Regions from separate parts of the Pan troglodytes genome. Here region 2 is linked to region 1. A link is a contact called in public Hi-C data. All regions are on one chromosome and are shown on one strand. Each heading gives the region's core, a stretch centred on a gene start, on an enhancer-like site or on the middle of the called end of the contact. The rest is flanking DNA. Distances are from core to core; before and after follow the strand shown. Region 1 overlaps RAD51B (RAD51 paralog B). Region 2 has its middle 22 kb from the start of ZFP36L1.

Evidence for each region. A called contact is a pair of places that touch in the nucleus more often than the background predicts.
Region 2: a contact with region 1 is called in a Hi-C map of stem cell-derived neural progenitor cells, with 3 times the contacts expected there. The contact joins two enhancer-like sites. A contact is called at or near these places in 2 of 7 Hi-C or Micro-C datasets (induced pluripotent stem cells and stem cell-derived neural progenitor cells).

Annotation. Positions count from the first base shown.
Region 1 is chr15:66,344,947-66,352,398 of NHGRI_mPanTro3-v2.0_pri, forward strand. All of the region lies in intron 8 of RAD51B (RAD51 paralog B), which reads left to right. Among named protein-coding and RNA genes, the nearest start is that of ZFP36L1, 430 kb to the right of the region's middle. Within about 2 kb of position 3,180, at least 18 of the 24 cell types and tissues checked have an H3K27ac peak or open chromatin away from gene starts, as enhancers often do. A contact at or near this core is called in induced pluripotent stem cells and stem cell-derived neural progenitor cells, where this site is marked.
Region 2 is chr15:66,795,686-66,803,137 of NHGRI_mPanTro3-v2.0_pri, forward strand. No RefSeq gene overlaps it. Among named protein-coding and RNA genes, the nearest start is that of ZFP36L1, 22 kb to the left of the region's middle. Within about 2 kb of position 2,561, at least 16 of the 24 cell types and tissues checked have an H3K27ac peak or open chromatin away from gene starts, as enhancers often do. A contact at or near this core is called in induced pluripotent stem cells and stem cell-derived neural progenitor cells, where this site is marked.

The sequences.
Region 1 (7,452 bases), core at 1,930-4,429:
GACAGGTTGATGATAAAAGCATAACAAATGTATTTCATCAAAGTTTTACATGACAAGGGAGTCTTCAGAAATGTAGACCCAAAGGCCCAGGGAAGATGGTCTGTTTCTATGCTTTGGTCTGAGGAAGAATGGGCAGCTGTGTAGAAATGTGATTGGACAAAAAAGGGTCTGATCTAATGATGACAGACTGAGGGGGTAGACAGAGCAAGGCCTGTCTGTTCAGATTCTTCTTGGCCTCCCTATAGCATTCCTTCCTCCAGGTAGGGGGTAGGACCCCTCTGAAATGAAGGGTTTTAGGGAGAAGGGAGAGAATGACCTTTCTAGGTTTTATGGATTGCTTTGGGAGAGAGGGGTTCTAGATTCTATGACCTGTCTTGAGGAAGAGGAATTCTGGTTTCTGTGATTCCCTTTAGGGGAGATGGGAGACAAGGAGGGCAGGAGAAGGTCAGAGAAAGACTTTGCTTCTGAGGCAGCTCTGAGGCTACGCAATATCCTTTAGTTCAGAGTACTCAGCCTGCCAAAGCACCATAGTTTGGGATATTGTTTTCTGCGCCCTGGCACTTACAAGTTAAGCAACTCACCCAGGGTCATAGAGCTAACAAATGGCTGGACCAAAGTTAGAAGCCAGGTCTTACTCATTTCCACCCTGTTTCAAGGACTCTGATTAGATGCTCAATAAGTACCTACTGAGTGAATGAGCGGCCTTGAAATTGTTTTCTGAGGCTGGGGAACTCTTGCCAGGAATTTCAAGAGCCACTGCTTTTACACTTGGCCACTTAACTTTGCTCCCTAGAGCTTTAGTTTCTCTTCTTCTACACCCAATATCATCATGTCTACTGCTTTCTTCCTGAGTCATATCCTCTCATTATGTTTTAGCTATGGGGGGTAAGGATGGAGAAAGGGGGGAGTCTCCTGGTGCTTGTTTCATGTATCTTATTCCCTTGACCTGGTCCTTGTTCCCTTGAAGTCTTTTGTTTGTCTGTTTGTTTTTGAGACAGGGTCTCACTCTGTCACCCAGGCTGGAGTATGGCGGCACGATCTCAGCTCACTGCAACCTCCATGTCCCAGGTTCGAGAGATTCTTCTGCCTCAGCCTCCCGAGTAGCTGGGATTACAGGCACCTGCCACCACATTCAGCTAATTTTTGTATTTTTAGTAGAGATAGGGTTTCACCATGTTAGCCAGGCTGGTCTCAAACTCCTGACCTCAAGCGATCCTCCCACCTCAGCCTCCCAAAGTGCTAGGATTACAGGCATGAGCCACTGCACCTGGCCCCTTGAAGTCTTTATAGTCGCCCCAAAGAAATTAGGCTAAACTAAAGAAGTCACTGCTTCTGTAGATCTAAGGTGGCTGAATATCGGCCATAGCATATAGTTCAAACTAATGCAGTGCATCTATTAAAGGTTATAAGAAGATACCTACAAACTTCCCTCATGGGATTGTTGTGAGAATTAAATACATATAATACATATAAAGGACCTCTAGTGCCTAACACATGGTGAGCTCTCAAAAAAATATAAATGTTAGCTCTTGTCATTATTTTTGTTAATCCTTGACTGGGGTACTAAAATTCCTAAAAGAGAGTAAGCCAAGAAAAATATGTTAATTATTACAGCAACTAATATTTATTACTATGCACCAAGGCATTTTTGTAAGGATTTTTCATATATTAATTCATTATTAACTAATTTTCATAGCAATCTGATGATGTAAGTGTTAGCCCCATTTTACAGATAAGAAGGTGAGGACAGAGAGGTGAAGTTGGGGAGCTTGGGATCAAGTTTCTGGTTCTAGAACCTACGTTCTTTCATAACCATCACTGCTCTGAAAAAGAGTAAGCACCAGACCTGAAAGAAACATAACAGAGGCCGGGCGCGGTGGCTCACGCCTGTAATCCCAACACTTTGGGAGGCCAAGGTGGGCGGATCACGAGATCAGGAGATCGAGACCATCCTGGCTAACAGGGTGAAACCCCGTCTCTACTAAAAATACAAAAAATTAGCCGGGCATGGTGGTGGGCGCCTGTAGTCCCAGCTACTCAGGAGGATGAGGCAAGAGAATTGCTTGAACCCAGGAGGCGGAGGTTGCAGTGAGCTGAGATTGCGCCGCTGCACTCCAGCCTGGGTGACAGAGTGAGATTCTGTCTCAAAAAAAAAAAAAAAAAGAAAGAAACAGAACAGAAATGTTGTTAGCTCCTTCTCACTTTTATCTCTAGTTTGAATGAGTGTGTTTGTGAAAGGCAAATGCCTCTGGGGTTCTTGCACAGTCCTGGGCACCACTGGGAGGAGAGAGGGCAACCTAGAGACATTTGTGTTCCTGGTAAACAACTGAAAATAGGCGGAGCCTTTGTGCACTGAACCCAGCTACTTTCAAATCGCAGTACTTCCCAATTGCAAACTTGGTGCAAAAAAACCTACATTGCCACAGTTGAGACTTTCATGAGGAAAGATTTTGGGTACAAGATAGTTTTTCATACCACTTTGCTTACCCCTGAGACTGCAAAGTACCATGTCTCCTTGTTTTATAGAAGCCAAAACAAATTCTATCGATAAACAGAATTTTGAAACTCTGGTATTTTCAGAAATTTGTACTGTGCATAAAGTAATGGTTTGGTTAATTAACATAGGTGATTAAACAATAAAGTGATGCATACCCATTTCCATAGAAAATATATGCATATATAAAAGGAATTTTACAGATAAACTGTATGATATATCTGTTAATATATCATGTTTTATTTTCAGTGTTTTTGTGTATTCTTAATGTCCCCCAGTATGGAGACAGGCTCATCTCCAGGTGTGCAGGCTCTGAGTGAAGGGGGCCTCCTCATTGGAGTGTGCAGGGGCCTCCTCATTGGAGTGTGCAGGGCTCTCCTGCGGCGGCGCCCACTCTCTGTCCTCCTTCCCCGTTTTTGTTTGCCACCTTGTGGTTAACATAGCTCTGTGGCTCAAGGAGGAGGGTTGGGCCCGTATCATCTGTGAAGGTAAAATGCATACATGCGATGCTGCAACACAGTCTTTCTCCCGGCGGGGAGTGGGAGTGTGTGTGCGCACGCGTGTGTGGGTGCAGTGAAGGTGGAATTGCCCACTTAGTGAGACTCAGAGTCTACCCTCAACCACTGTGCTTCTGTGTGCTCCCGTGTAGGCTGGAAGTCGTATCAGCCGCTCCATTGCACAGAGATTGCAGAGAAGGGGCCACATCGGTCAGTGTTAGCGTCCACAGGAGGAAGTTGTGTGGTGGGAAGGCCGCTTCTGGCTGGACTGCAGGCTTGTTTGCCCACACGCGCCCCAGTGAGAGCGAGGCCTCCACGGGCTTCCTTCTCCAGTGCGGGGAGTGTGTGGCGAAGGAAGTGTCTGCTGCTGAGCTCAGCTTTGCTTCGCCATATTCCTTCCCAATCCGCTCATCCTAACCCTCTCTCCTTCCGCCTCCATCCTCCCTGCTCTCCGATTGCCCCAGTGTGTGTGTCCCCTTCCCCAGCCACCCCTCTGATCCCTGACTACCCTCTTCTCCCTCCCTCCCTCTGCGCCCACTCCTCATCGCGGGCCTCAGGGGAGCCCTGTCTCCACTCAAGACACCCGTGAAACAGAGGGAGACACTAGCAGTCAGCGGGCACTTTGTGGGGAGGGCCAATTTAGAGGACAGATTGACCAGGGCGAGCAGCAGGATATCTAGAAAGACGCTTTGCTTCTAGGGAGCGGGAGCCTAATCCCGTTACAGGCTGGAGGGAGACTCCTGGGGCCGGCAAGCCTCCTTCCCGCTGTGCCTGGAGGGATATCATTGGAGGACCGCCGCGCGCGGTGGAGGGCTCCGCTCGCCAGCAGCCCCCTCCCCCAGCCCCTTCCACTCTCTTTTCTTTTGCAGTGACACATACTGCAGTGCCTCTGAGGTCATTTGTTTCCCACAGCCTCACAGGGCGCTGTGGCAACAAGGGGGACAATGATCTCTCACAGGAATGATGGGAGGCCTTGTTTTGCCTTAAATAAGCCCCTTCAAGGGAGCAGTAAGGTCTGTTGTGTGTGTGGTTTGTTTTTTCAGAAAATCCTCTTGCACGTAGTTCCAGTGTGAAGTACTCTGGCAACTTCAATTGAAGACATAAAGAATCTTATGTGTGTGTGTGAGGGTTTAATTTTATTTTTATTGCTGCTTTGAGACCAGGATTGTGTTTTCCCTTCTGCCAGTTACCCTTTTCCCGCTCAAGCTCCCTGGACCTCAGCATTCTTTCAATAGTTTTAGGGCAGGAATTGGCAGGTGTTAGGGGCAGAGAGACGCCCATGTCTGGGTGCTGGCTTCTGACTGCCCTTAGCTTTGGTGAGGGAGTGAAGGTTAGCGTGGCAGGAATGTAGTGCTCCTACACATTTCTCATCCTATCCTGGGTCTGAGGAAAGCACAGGGCACTGGGTGGCTAGGGCTGGGATTCACAACAAAGTGACAGTGGAGGCTGAGGGAGACGTACTTTATGGGCCACCTCGGAATAGATCATCAGCTTTAATGCCAGAGCTTCAGGGGCATGTGCAGAAAGAAAAAGGCCTGTAAGTAGAATAAAGAGGAGGCAGGTTCTGTGTCTGATTCGGCTGTCCGGTGAGGAAAGATGTGAAGTGATCTCTACCCACACCCTGGTAACACCACTGGAAGACAAAAAACTGTCCTGTTTGTCTTACTGCTCTGTCCTGTGTTTTAAAGTCTTCAAGCTGCTGAAGGCAGTCCCACCTCAGAGCTTACATGCGTACACATTATTATCTGTAAAGGCTTCCTATTTGATGAATCATGGTGTATCATACAATCTAGATATTTCATCTGGAGAAACTGAGATGAGGCAGATTAAAGTCTTTTCCAAAACCACATGAGGAATTAATTTCAAAGCTTGAGATTAAAACCTAGATCTTGTAGTTTCAGATTATTAACTTACCAGTGTGATCTACAAGTTCTTTCTCCATGTTCTAAAAAACAAATTTTTTAAGGCAATCAAGACATTTTCATTCTCTCATGTGAGCAGTATGTATCAGAAAAATTCATCTGTATAAACTGTATGGCAGTCTAAATTATATTTTTAACCTGTCTTTTCTTTTTTTACTTTTTATAAATCATATCTTCCACTGTTTACAAATTTTGTTATGTCTTTCACATATCAGACTCAAAAACAGTTGGCTTTATGATTGGGCCACTAGAAGAAATATAATATTTTTTCACTTACTTTTTCATTTCCTGACTTTTTTTTAGTGATAATCTGAATATATTTGTGAAATATTTAGGCAGGAAGGTGAGTTTTCCAGATGTTTCTGTTGATTATTGCAAACACAGAGCAATTCAAAGACTAGTGTCGCTTTTTGATAAATTAAAAATACTTTTTTTGATAACTAGTTATTCTTGACTTTAATAAACATTCCTAAGATTAACTCTTCTCTTAACAACTTTAGTGTAATTTTAATTTTTCACAAATCCTGAAGTGGGAGTACTGGAATTTTGGAGAAATAAATTAACATGTTGCCTTATTTCTCTGGACCATCTGTTAATGCTTATTCTCAACTAAAGTACTGTTCATCAGCTTCAAGTAACAAACATACCGTAGACAAATAGCCTATGTCTGTGACGGTGATAAGACATTGGCCAAATCATCCTCTCTCTGACCATGACAAAAGTGTACCAGTCGTAGCTAAAGCAAGACTAGACCTATTTAGTATTCATTGTAAAGGAAACAACAACAACAAAAATAACTAATAAAGGTCTGAGACAAGATGATGGATGGCAAAAGAACCCCCTATGGTCATAAATAAGCAAACTTTGGAAATGTTTGACTTAAGGAAGTACAGACTATGCTTAGTCTGCCTCGTGTCCCTGGACTAAAGCAGCCTTGAAGGCTCATCTGAACATTTCCCCAGGGGTTTCTTGCCTATTGACAAATCCCACCACATCTTCCAGATGCACAGAAGAAAGTTCCGTTAAATCCAAAATGGTAACCAAAAATGTTGAATAGCAAGAAACTGGCAGGGGTGGCTTTGGGAACTGGTAAATAAATAACAGGCTTGTTGTCCCACACCCTAGTTTAATGCTCTCAAGAGGTTCTTATGTTGCTCGCATTAGTGGGCATGTAAATGAAACCCCTGTTGGCCTTGGCAGATATTGGCCTCTTCCGTGACCTTGTTTGACTGAAACAAAAAGTCATTGGTGGAACAAAAATTCAGAGCTCTGAACTTGGTTGAAAGAAAAGGGCAATTCTCTGAATTGGGTAATTGGATCACCCTCCCAAGTGCCCTAGGGCTTATATCAAACATATAAGAAGGGGATTAATAACTTCAGTGTATAAGTGAGCTTCAGGCGGCTTCCAACTGTAACATTTCACTCTCAGGAGCTTTAGGACATAACAGATTTTTTTCAGAGCATTTTGAAGTGCTGTTTATAAAATGCAGGAAGGGACTACAGACTACTGTGGAATCCTTGTAATTGTACATGGTCCAGTCTGACAGGCAGGCAACCCGAAAGCCTCTTCAAAATGGCCACTTAATACAACTGTTCATGAAATATACCATTTTGGGACTGAAAGATGATGACAGTGATATGTTTTCAAACTGTACTTGATATTCCCTTCCTTAGTCATAATTTTATGATCTAGACTAAATTACATGTATCATTGAGTGTGAGGATTCCAAGACTTGAGACAGACTTACGTATTTATGTGTGAGTTGTAAGGGACCATTGGAAAAGCTGAGAATTTTAAAATTCATTTATATTAATTAATTTGTTCACTCAGTATTTATTCAATGCCTACTATATATCGGACTTGAGGATATAAAAAAGTATAAAGTAGAGCAAGGCTGACAGACATTTGAAAGGCAGGTTCATGAGGATTGAAGGAACATGTGGGAAGGGAGCCATTACTTCTTAGGAGTGGGGAAAATCCAGAGGAGACTAGAGGAGATAACGAGAGATGAGTCGACAGCACAGGAAAATAAAGAAGAGTATTCCAGGCGGAGGATACAACACTTGAAATAGTTACCGGAAAAGCTGGCCTGGTGATTAATCGACCCAGATAAAAGAGGTAGGCTAACACTGTTATTTGTCTTTTAAAGGAGAAGGATCAAGAAACAGTTCTGTTGGGTCCTGAGGAAGTGGGATTATTAGTGATAGACACAAAGTGCTGGTGTCACAGCTGTGGTAGAAAAAGGGAAACAAGAGAAAGCTTCTGAAAAAAATGTTTTGACAACTATTTTTATGGCTGTGGACATCCTGAGACCTCTGACAATCACATAGAAAAGAGAGCCCATAGGGAACATTTTAGAATTGATTCTTATCTTAATAGCTATCTTTTTGGCCTGTCTGGTTGCCAAAAAGAATTAGCAGAATTCTGCTGTTTATGTATTGCTGAATCAGTTTACAGGTGATGTTTTATTACTAGGGAAATATTGCTAAAGCTAGGTAGAGGTGCTTCTAAGAACTAAAGCACCAGAAACCTAATTGG
Region 2 (7,452 bases), core at 1,311-3,810, 450 kb after region 1:
GGGGTTCTGGAAGAAATCAACATGCTACTACAATGGAAGGCATTTGAAGGAAGTGGAAAGTTTTCACAGAAAGTAGCCCAGAGACATGCACAGAGTGCTGCTCTCTGTGCAGACCAGAAACCCCAAAGATTTGTGCCTCTTTCTGTCAGAATGCAGCTTTCTGGAGCCCACCGGGCTATAGAAGCTGCATGGCGTCTGGAATGGGAATGGGTTGGCCTAGTCTTCCCCTGGAGGTATGGAGAGGAAAAGTGACACTTTCAGGCTTTGTGCAGGACAAGCAGAGAATATCACTCAAATCCAAGCTGGCTGCCCTGTGGGGGACACAGGCCCATGCCGGCAGGCCTGGGGAGAGCCACCGCTTGCTGAGGTTAGGCCAGCACCAGTGGGTGTGAGGAGCCCACCTCCAGTCTCAAGAGCAGGGTTGGGCTTCCCTGGATGGGGAGGAAAGGGTTAAGCCGGCTTGGGCTCTGGAGGGAAAGCACTCGGCAGCTATAAACAGAGAGCCTAGGGAGGGAGGGGGCTGACAGGATGTGGCCAGGGCTCGAGCTGTCTGATTATTAACTTCACTTTTATTTGGAGGGGGATTCGATTCTCTGTTTTACTTCCCATCAAGGAAGTGAAAGCCCAGGTCTCAGAGGGGCCTGGTTTCAAATTGTTTTGTCACAGCTCATTTATTTTTCCTTTTAAATAAATAAACAAAACCACCTCTTTGTTTTCCCCTTAATGAGCATTCAGCAAATCATCTGTGGGTGAGGCATGAACGGGGTTTTCTGGAGTCCTTCATGGGAGAACGTTTGGCTTATTATTTTAAAAGGAAAAAGCAAGGATGTCTCCTTTAGCTCCCAGTCTTCTCCAAGGCTGTGAAGGCACTTTCTCTTTTGCCTCCTCTGAAATACCGACCTAGACCAGCGAGGAGTCTGAAATCACAGCCTCAAGCCCGGCCAAGGCCCCAGGAGCTTCTTGGTTGGACCTTGGGGCTGGACCCGCAGCCTGCCATTCCATCTGACAGGCCCTGACCCTGAGGCCACGCAGAGGAAGCACCCAGCACGGGCTCAGTGGTTTGTCTTCTTGCTTGGGCTCAGACCCATGGCTTTTGTTCCTCTGACACCCTGACATTTCTACTAAAATAACAAAGCAATTAAACACACAAAAGGATTCCATGACAGCCTTAAAAAACACCATTACATGTTCCTTTACCCAAGGTTGAAAACATTCGGGAACTTGATTTCCAACATCAAAATCCAGATCAAAACCCATTCAACAATCCCATGATCCCCTTGCAACAACCCTTTCCTGGCCAGCATCACAGGGTGCCGACCCTCACAGGGTCTCACAATTCAACAATTCAGTGAGAGAGGATGCAGCAACAAAGACTGTAACGAAAAAACAGGAGAGTCTACAGCTGAAGCTACTGCTACTCAAGGTGGGCAGAGAAGGGAAGAGATGGATTCTGTTGGAAACTAAGAGGGGAAATCCAGGAAGGCTTCCTGGTGGAGCTGATCTTTAAGCTGAACCTTGAAGGACTGGTAAGATGAACGGATGTTCTGGAACCTGAGAAACACCCAAGTGCCAGAGAGACAGCATCCATGTGTGAACTACGCTAGACAGAGGCAACAGGCGTGGTGGGGCCTGGGGCTCCTCAGAATGGCATCTCAAGTTCCCATGGTGGTCAGGGACTGGAATGCATCGGCCGCCTGGAGCCAGCTCCGCGGGGCCAGTCCCTGACCTCTGGCTCGGAGATTGGTGTGCCCGGTGAAGGAGTTGCCCAAGCATCTTAGGCAACCAGATACTACGCCTGGCCTTGGACCCTGCCACTTGCCTGCCCCACAAAAACCTGCTGACCGCTGTGACCTACTTTAACGCCCTCTGACTTTCCGCTCTTTGAATAGGGGCAAAAAGAAGAAGGGCGACTGGCGCCATCCAATTCACTTGAGGCTCGGAGGCTCAGGCCTGCCTTCCCGGCGGCTACTGGGGTGGCGTTTCCCAGCACCCCCGGGAAGCTACCAAGGTCCAGGGCTCTCCTGGACTTCTGCGACGCCCACGCACTCCTGCGGCCGAGCTTCGCGGTCGGGCTCTCCCGTCGCCACCCCGGCGTCTGCTCAGCCGCGAGCGAGAACCAAGCCGGGCAGGGCGCGGGGCCCGGGCGAGGCCGCCAAGATGGCCGACGCGATCGGCAGCGCGCGGATCACGCGGGAAGGCTGCCCTTGGCCTCCCGGGAAACAGCCAAGGTTCCGCCGCCCTCCTTGGCGCTCTGCCCCGGCCGGCCTGCCGGGATCTCCTCCCCGGCGCGGTCTGCGGCTCCCGGGGCCTCGCAAACCTTCCAGGCCCGAGGCCATCCAGACGCGCACACCAGGCCCGGCCCGCGAGGGGAGACACAGGGGCCGGGGCTGCGGCGGCTGAGCTCCCTGGGCGGCTCGGAACGCAAGGGGCCGGCGAGCCGACGCTGCTGCAGGAGGCTGCGGCGTGGGGCGAGGTTCTCGCTACGGCTTGGTTCCCGTCCTCCCGCGGCCGCTCTCCCCCGGAAGCCCTCGGAGGCAGCACGATGGACGTGGCCACACTGCCCTCCAGTGGCCAGCTCGCCGAACAACACGTCTGGGCCCCTTTTGGGGGTCTGGGTGACGTGTCCACCCTCTCTCTGCTCTTTGCTACATTTGAAGGTGGGGTTTGCCATCCATGGTTCCTCTTACAGGTCACCAAAGCTGCCACAGTGCACACTCACCCAACAGCAGGGGATTTGCCGCCTTCGGTGGTTCTCAAACTTTAGTGTGCACCGGAATCCCCCCTTGGACAGTTCTTTCAAACCCGGATTGCTGGGTCCCCCAACCAAGTCAGAGAATTTGCATTTCTAACAAGTCCTCAGGCGATGCTGAGCTGCTGGTCCGCTGGTCCTGGAGCCACACTTAGAGAACCACTGGCTCGGCTCACTCTTTCTCTCACGGGGTTTCTGTCATCTACTCATTTAATACAGAATATGTCCTGCTAGCCCCGGAGGACGAGTGGACGGAACAACTTTCTCACCCCTCGCGGAGCTTAGTCTAACGGAGGAGACAGACTTGTTTCAACAAATCACCTAGAAAGAAATATAAGATTCCATTTGAAAAGACTTTCAAATTCCTATGAAGGAAAAGAATCAGGTGCTCAGAGAACATATATAAATGGGGCACTAATTTAGATTTGGGATGGGAAGGTTCTTGAGGAAGACCTCTCTGAGGAAACCCTTAAGCTGAGGCCAGGAGGAGGGATGAGGTCCTGAGGGGAATGGGGAGGGGACTGGAACTGGCAGGCCGAGCAGGTAAGATGCAGACCCTGGCTGTAGAAGCAGAGACTGGTAGGGGGCCAGGCAGGGGGTCACAGCCTCCTAGGCCCATGCCTCTGGTACCCACAGAGCTGCCTCCTCAGAAGGGCAGCATCCAGGGGAGAAGAGGGCCTGCCTGCATGCTCAGATCTTAGCTACCCCCGTCAGTGCCAAGAAGAATGCTCCACCTTGAGGAACCCCAGCCAGGTGCCCACAGCCCACAAACTTCTCTTTGCCTGAGCAGATTTATGTAGGTCCCTTCTGTAAGGCCTGAAGGGCAGTCACATCTGATGGAACCAGGTCTGCTGAGTAATGATGAATAGACATGATGTTACCATCTACCCATCAATGCCCTCAGTGTGCCATCTCCTCCCTCCTGCAGTCCAGGATCCAGCTGTTTCTCCAATGAGCATTTTTAAGCACCTACTATGTGCTCTGCACTAGGATCACTGCAATGCTCTGTGGGGCATGGCACAAAGAGGCCAGCCTGCCCTAGGAGGCGCCAAGCACCCTGGAGGGCAGGTAGGTGGAGTACACCCTCCCCGCCCCAGTCTCAGCTCCAGCCTGCTGTGTGCACCCCCACCCCACCCAAACGTCCCTGGGGTCACTCATTGCAGGTGGGCCAGGCTGACAAATGGCAGCCAGGAATTCTAGTGTTCTAATGATTCTTACTTTGTATCAATGCCAGCTTGATGGCAGGGGCCAGGATGACCACCAACCACTGCCACTTTATCCCTTGTGCTGACAAGGAGGTATCATCCCATTAATCCTGTTACCTTGCTCAGTCCCTTCTGTCCCGTTTTCACATCTGAAAAATGTGGGGTGGGGATGAGTTGTGTTAGATGATCTCCAAGGGTTTCTGATCCATGCCTAGCCCACCAGTGCACTGTTGGAGAGATGGACGAGAACAGCCCTGCCCAATGACCCCATGACCCTAGCATTATGCAAAGCAAGGCCTTTGTCGTTAACAGACTCCAGGTTAGGGGAAGGGAGGGGGGAGCAGCTGAAAAACTATGTGCAGCTTTAGAATCAATCAAATCAATCCAACTCTATTCCTGACTCTGTGATAGCCAGTAAGTGGTTTAACTTCTCTGAGCCTGTTTCCTCATCTGAGAAATGGGAATAGCATGGTACCTACCTCACTGGGCTGTTCTGAAGATTACTGATAATAGCTACCACTTAGCAAGTGCTTGATCCGTGCCAGGCAGCACACTAGAGGCTTCCCATCCACTCCATGAGGTCATGTGCAGAAGTGCTGGTCCCATGCCAGCAAGGAGTAGGGCTCCATCACAGTTGTTAACGCATGACACCCCTACTGCTCTGCACACATATATTTATGTAGTCCTACGGCCCTACTGCTCTGCACACATATATTTATGTAGTCCTATGGCCCTACTGCTCTGCACACATATATTTAACAGGCGAAGGGGCTTAGCAAGCCCTTGGCACATAATAAGCACTCAGTAAACGGTGGGCTTCATCATTAGCCAGAGAGAAGGGACTCTGTGAGGAGGTCCTACAGAAGGAGAAATATGGAGAAGTGGGTGACCCAAGATGATGGCTCACACACCTCTCCCAGGAAGGCCAGCCCCATGCCTAGCTAGGCAGTTCCCTGGCTAGGACGTCAGCTCTTACTCACTCTTTCCAGAGAGCAGCTAATTAGCCTCCCAGCAGCCAGGAGCTCCCCAGATGAAAGGTGCTTAATACAAGCTCAAGGCGTAACCCCCGTATGTATAACTAAGGTTCCCTGAGGTGAGGAAGGCCCCAGGGCGGAGAGACAGGCCAGATCAGGGCCTCGCCTTCTTTATGACGGAGGTTCCCAGGGAAGGGAGCCGGCTGGGGTGGCAGTGAGCCTGAGAAAGGGCTCGGGGTGGTGGGTGTGCGGCTTCAGAGGGAGCCCCTCCCTGGGAGTGGGCGGGGCCTGGTGGCTGAGTGAATGCTTCAGGGCCCAAGCTGCCTCCCAGAGTGGGAGCTCCAGGTCAGAAGACAGCTTAGAACTGGGTGGGTCAGAGCGAGGACTTTGCTGCTGGGCTGCCAGGTCAGAATCCCAGCTCTGCTATGGCCATTCCATGTCCCAGAGCCTCAGCTTCCTCCTCTGTAAAACGGAGATAATGATAACATTGACCTCACAGCTATTTACTGACAGCACTTAGTACAGACAGGACCTGGCACCCACTACGTAAAGAATGAGGATTTGTACATTTGTTCATTTAACAGATATTTATTGAGTACCTGCTATGTGCCAGGCACTGGGTGTTAGAAATACAGTCATGAACAAAACAGATCCATTTTCCCTTGATTCTGTAGGGAAGATAGACCACAGACCCCAGAACCAAGAGATCGGTAATACACTGCCTGGCAGTGACCTGCGCTGTGGGAATTGGGTATGAGGATGGGGTCAGGTGTCCAACACAGCGGCAGAAGAGCAGGTACCCAGGCAGATATGGGCAGATTAAGAAATGAACCGGGGTTGAAGGGCCAACCCAAAGTGCGCAGCAAATCAGAGGCGGGAGCCTGGGCCTGCAGCATAGGAATGTTCACCCACAGCTGCTGAAGCAGCCACAGCAGCTCCCTCTGCCCCCGACTAAGGGGTGTGCCCAGCGAAGCCACCTGCCCTCACCTCCCCCTTGGCTCCTGCCCCTGACTCCCGCAGTCTGGAGTCCAGCAAGGCAAGGGAACTGACACAGCCCCCAGGGTCACGATGGCTTCCATTCTTTGACATTCACCAGTGTCACTGGCTGAGCTCAGGCTACACGGCCATCTTCTCTTTGAAGCCTCCAAACCAGCTGGTGAAGTCATTAGCACCCCTGTGTTTTTTATCAAGGTAAGGTTCACATAACATAAAATGAAGCATTTTAAAGTGAACACTTCAGTGGAATTTAGTATCTTTACAGGGTTGTGGAACCTCCGCCTCTGTCTAGTTCCAAAACATTTTTATCACCCCCAAAGGAAACCCATACCCACTAAACAGTTGCTCTCCTTTCCCTCCTCCCCCAGCCCCTGGAAACCACCCTCTACTTCCTGTCGCTATGGGGTTGCCTATTCCGGATACCTCACCTATCCAGAGCTTTTGTGTCTGGCTTCTGTCACTTAGCATCATGTTTTCGAGGTTTATCCAGGTTGTAACATGTATTGTTATTACACCTTGGTCTATGGCTAAATAATGTTCCATTGTCTGTAAGCACTCCCATCTTACAGATGAGGAAACAGTCCCGAGGCGCTGAGACTCCCAGCTTGAGTCCACACCGGAGAGACATGGTCCGTGCAAGCCTGCTCCCCAGATGGCCCCATCCTGGCACTGCCGTCTGGGAGGAGGCTGCCCCTGGGGGCATGCTGGTCCCTGAGTGGTGACCTGACCCCTTCTGAGGTTCACTTCTCAGCGCAGGTTCACAGGCGTGGGTGCTCTGGCCTCCCAGTCACCCTGATCCAGGCAAGACCATAGCGTGGCCGCAGGGGCCGCCTCCTTGGGGGAATTCCAGCCCCTGGCCAACCACAGACCATAGCACTCCCGGGGGTTGAACCGTTTCTCACAACTGGGTTGTGACAGCTGGGAGGTGCTCAACCCTGGGGGCCAGCCTGGTGGCAGGCCGGGTTGGGAACGCTGTTCCCAGCCAGCTTCCCTAGGCAACATGGCCAGCCCCGTCCAGCAAGTGGACCACTCAGATGGCAGGCATGTACTGAGCACCCACTGTATACCAGCCAGGCACCACGAGGCCTCCAAGGAGCTCCCTTTCTGATGAGGATGAGCCACCCCAGAACAGAAACTGGGTACTGGGGCCAGGGGCAGGACAGAGGGGTGCTCCGGAGAACAAGCACCAGCACTGAGCCTGGGGAGTTCCCCGCTGGCAGCGCCTGACACAGCCCACACCGGGGATCCCTGGCCTCAGGAAAGCAGGGCTGTCACATCAAGAAGGCCATGACATAAGGGCCCCTACCAACGTCCAGCCTTAGGTGGAGGGCACAGATATGGCAATGCACAGGACCCTAGAATGCCTGCCTGGGGATGCCCACCTTGGCCCACTTGATGGCCAGTTGAGACTCAGTGTGCACTGTCCACACACCCTGTTCTGACACTGACTGCCTAGTGTCCAATTATTCTTCCATCTCACTCATTCAGTGCCAGTTACTCTACTGAGCAATAAGGATATAACATTTTA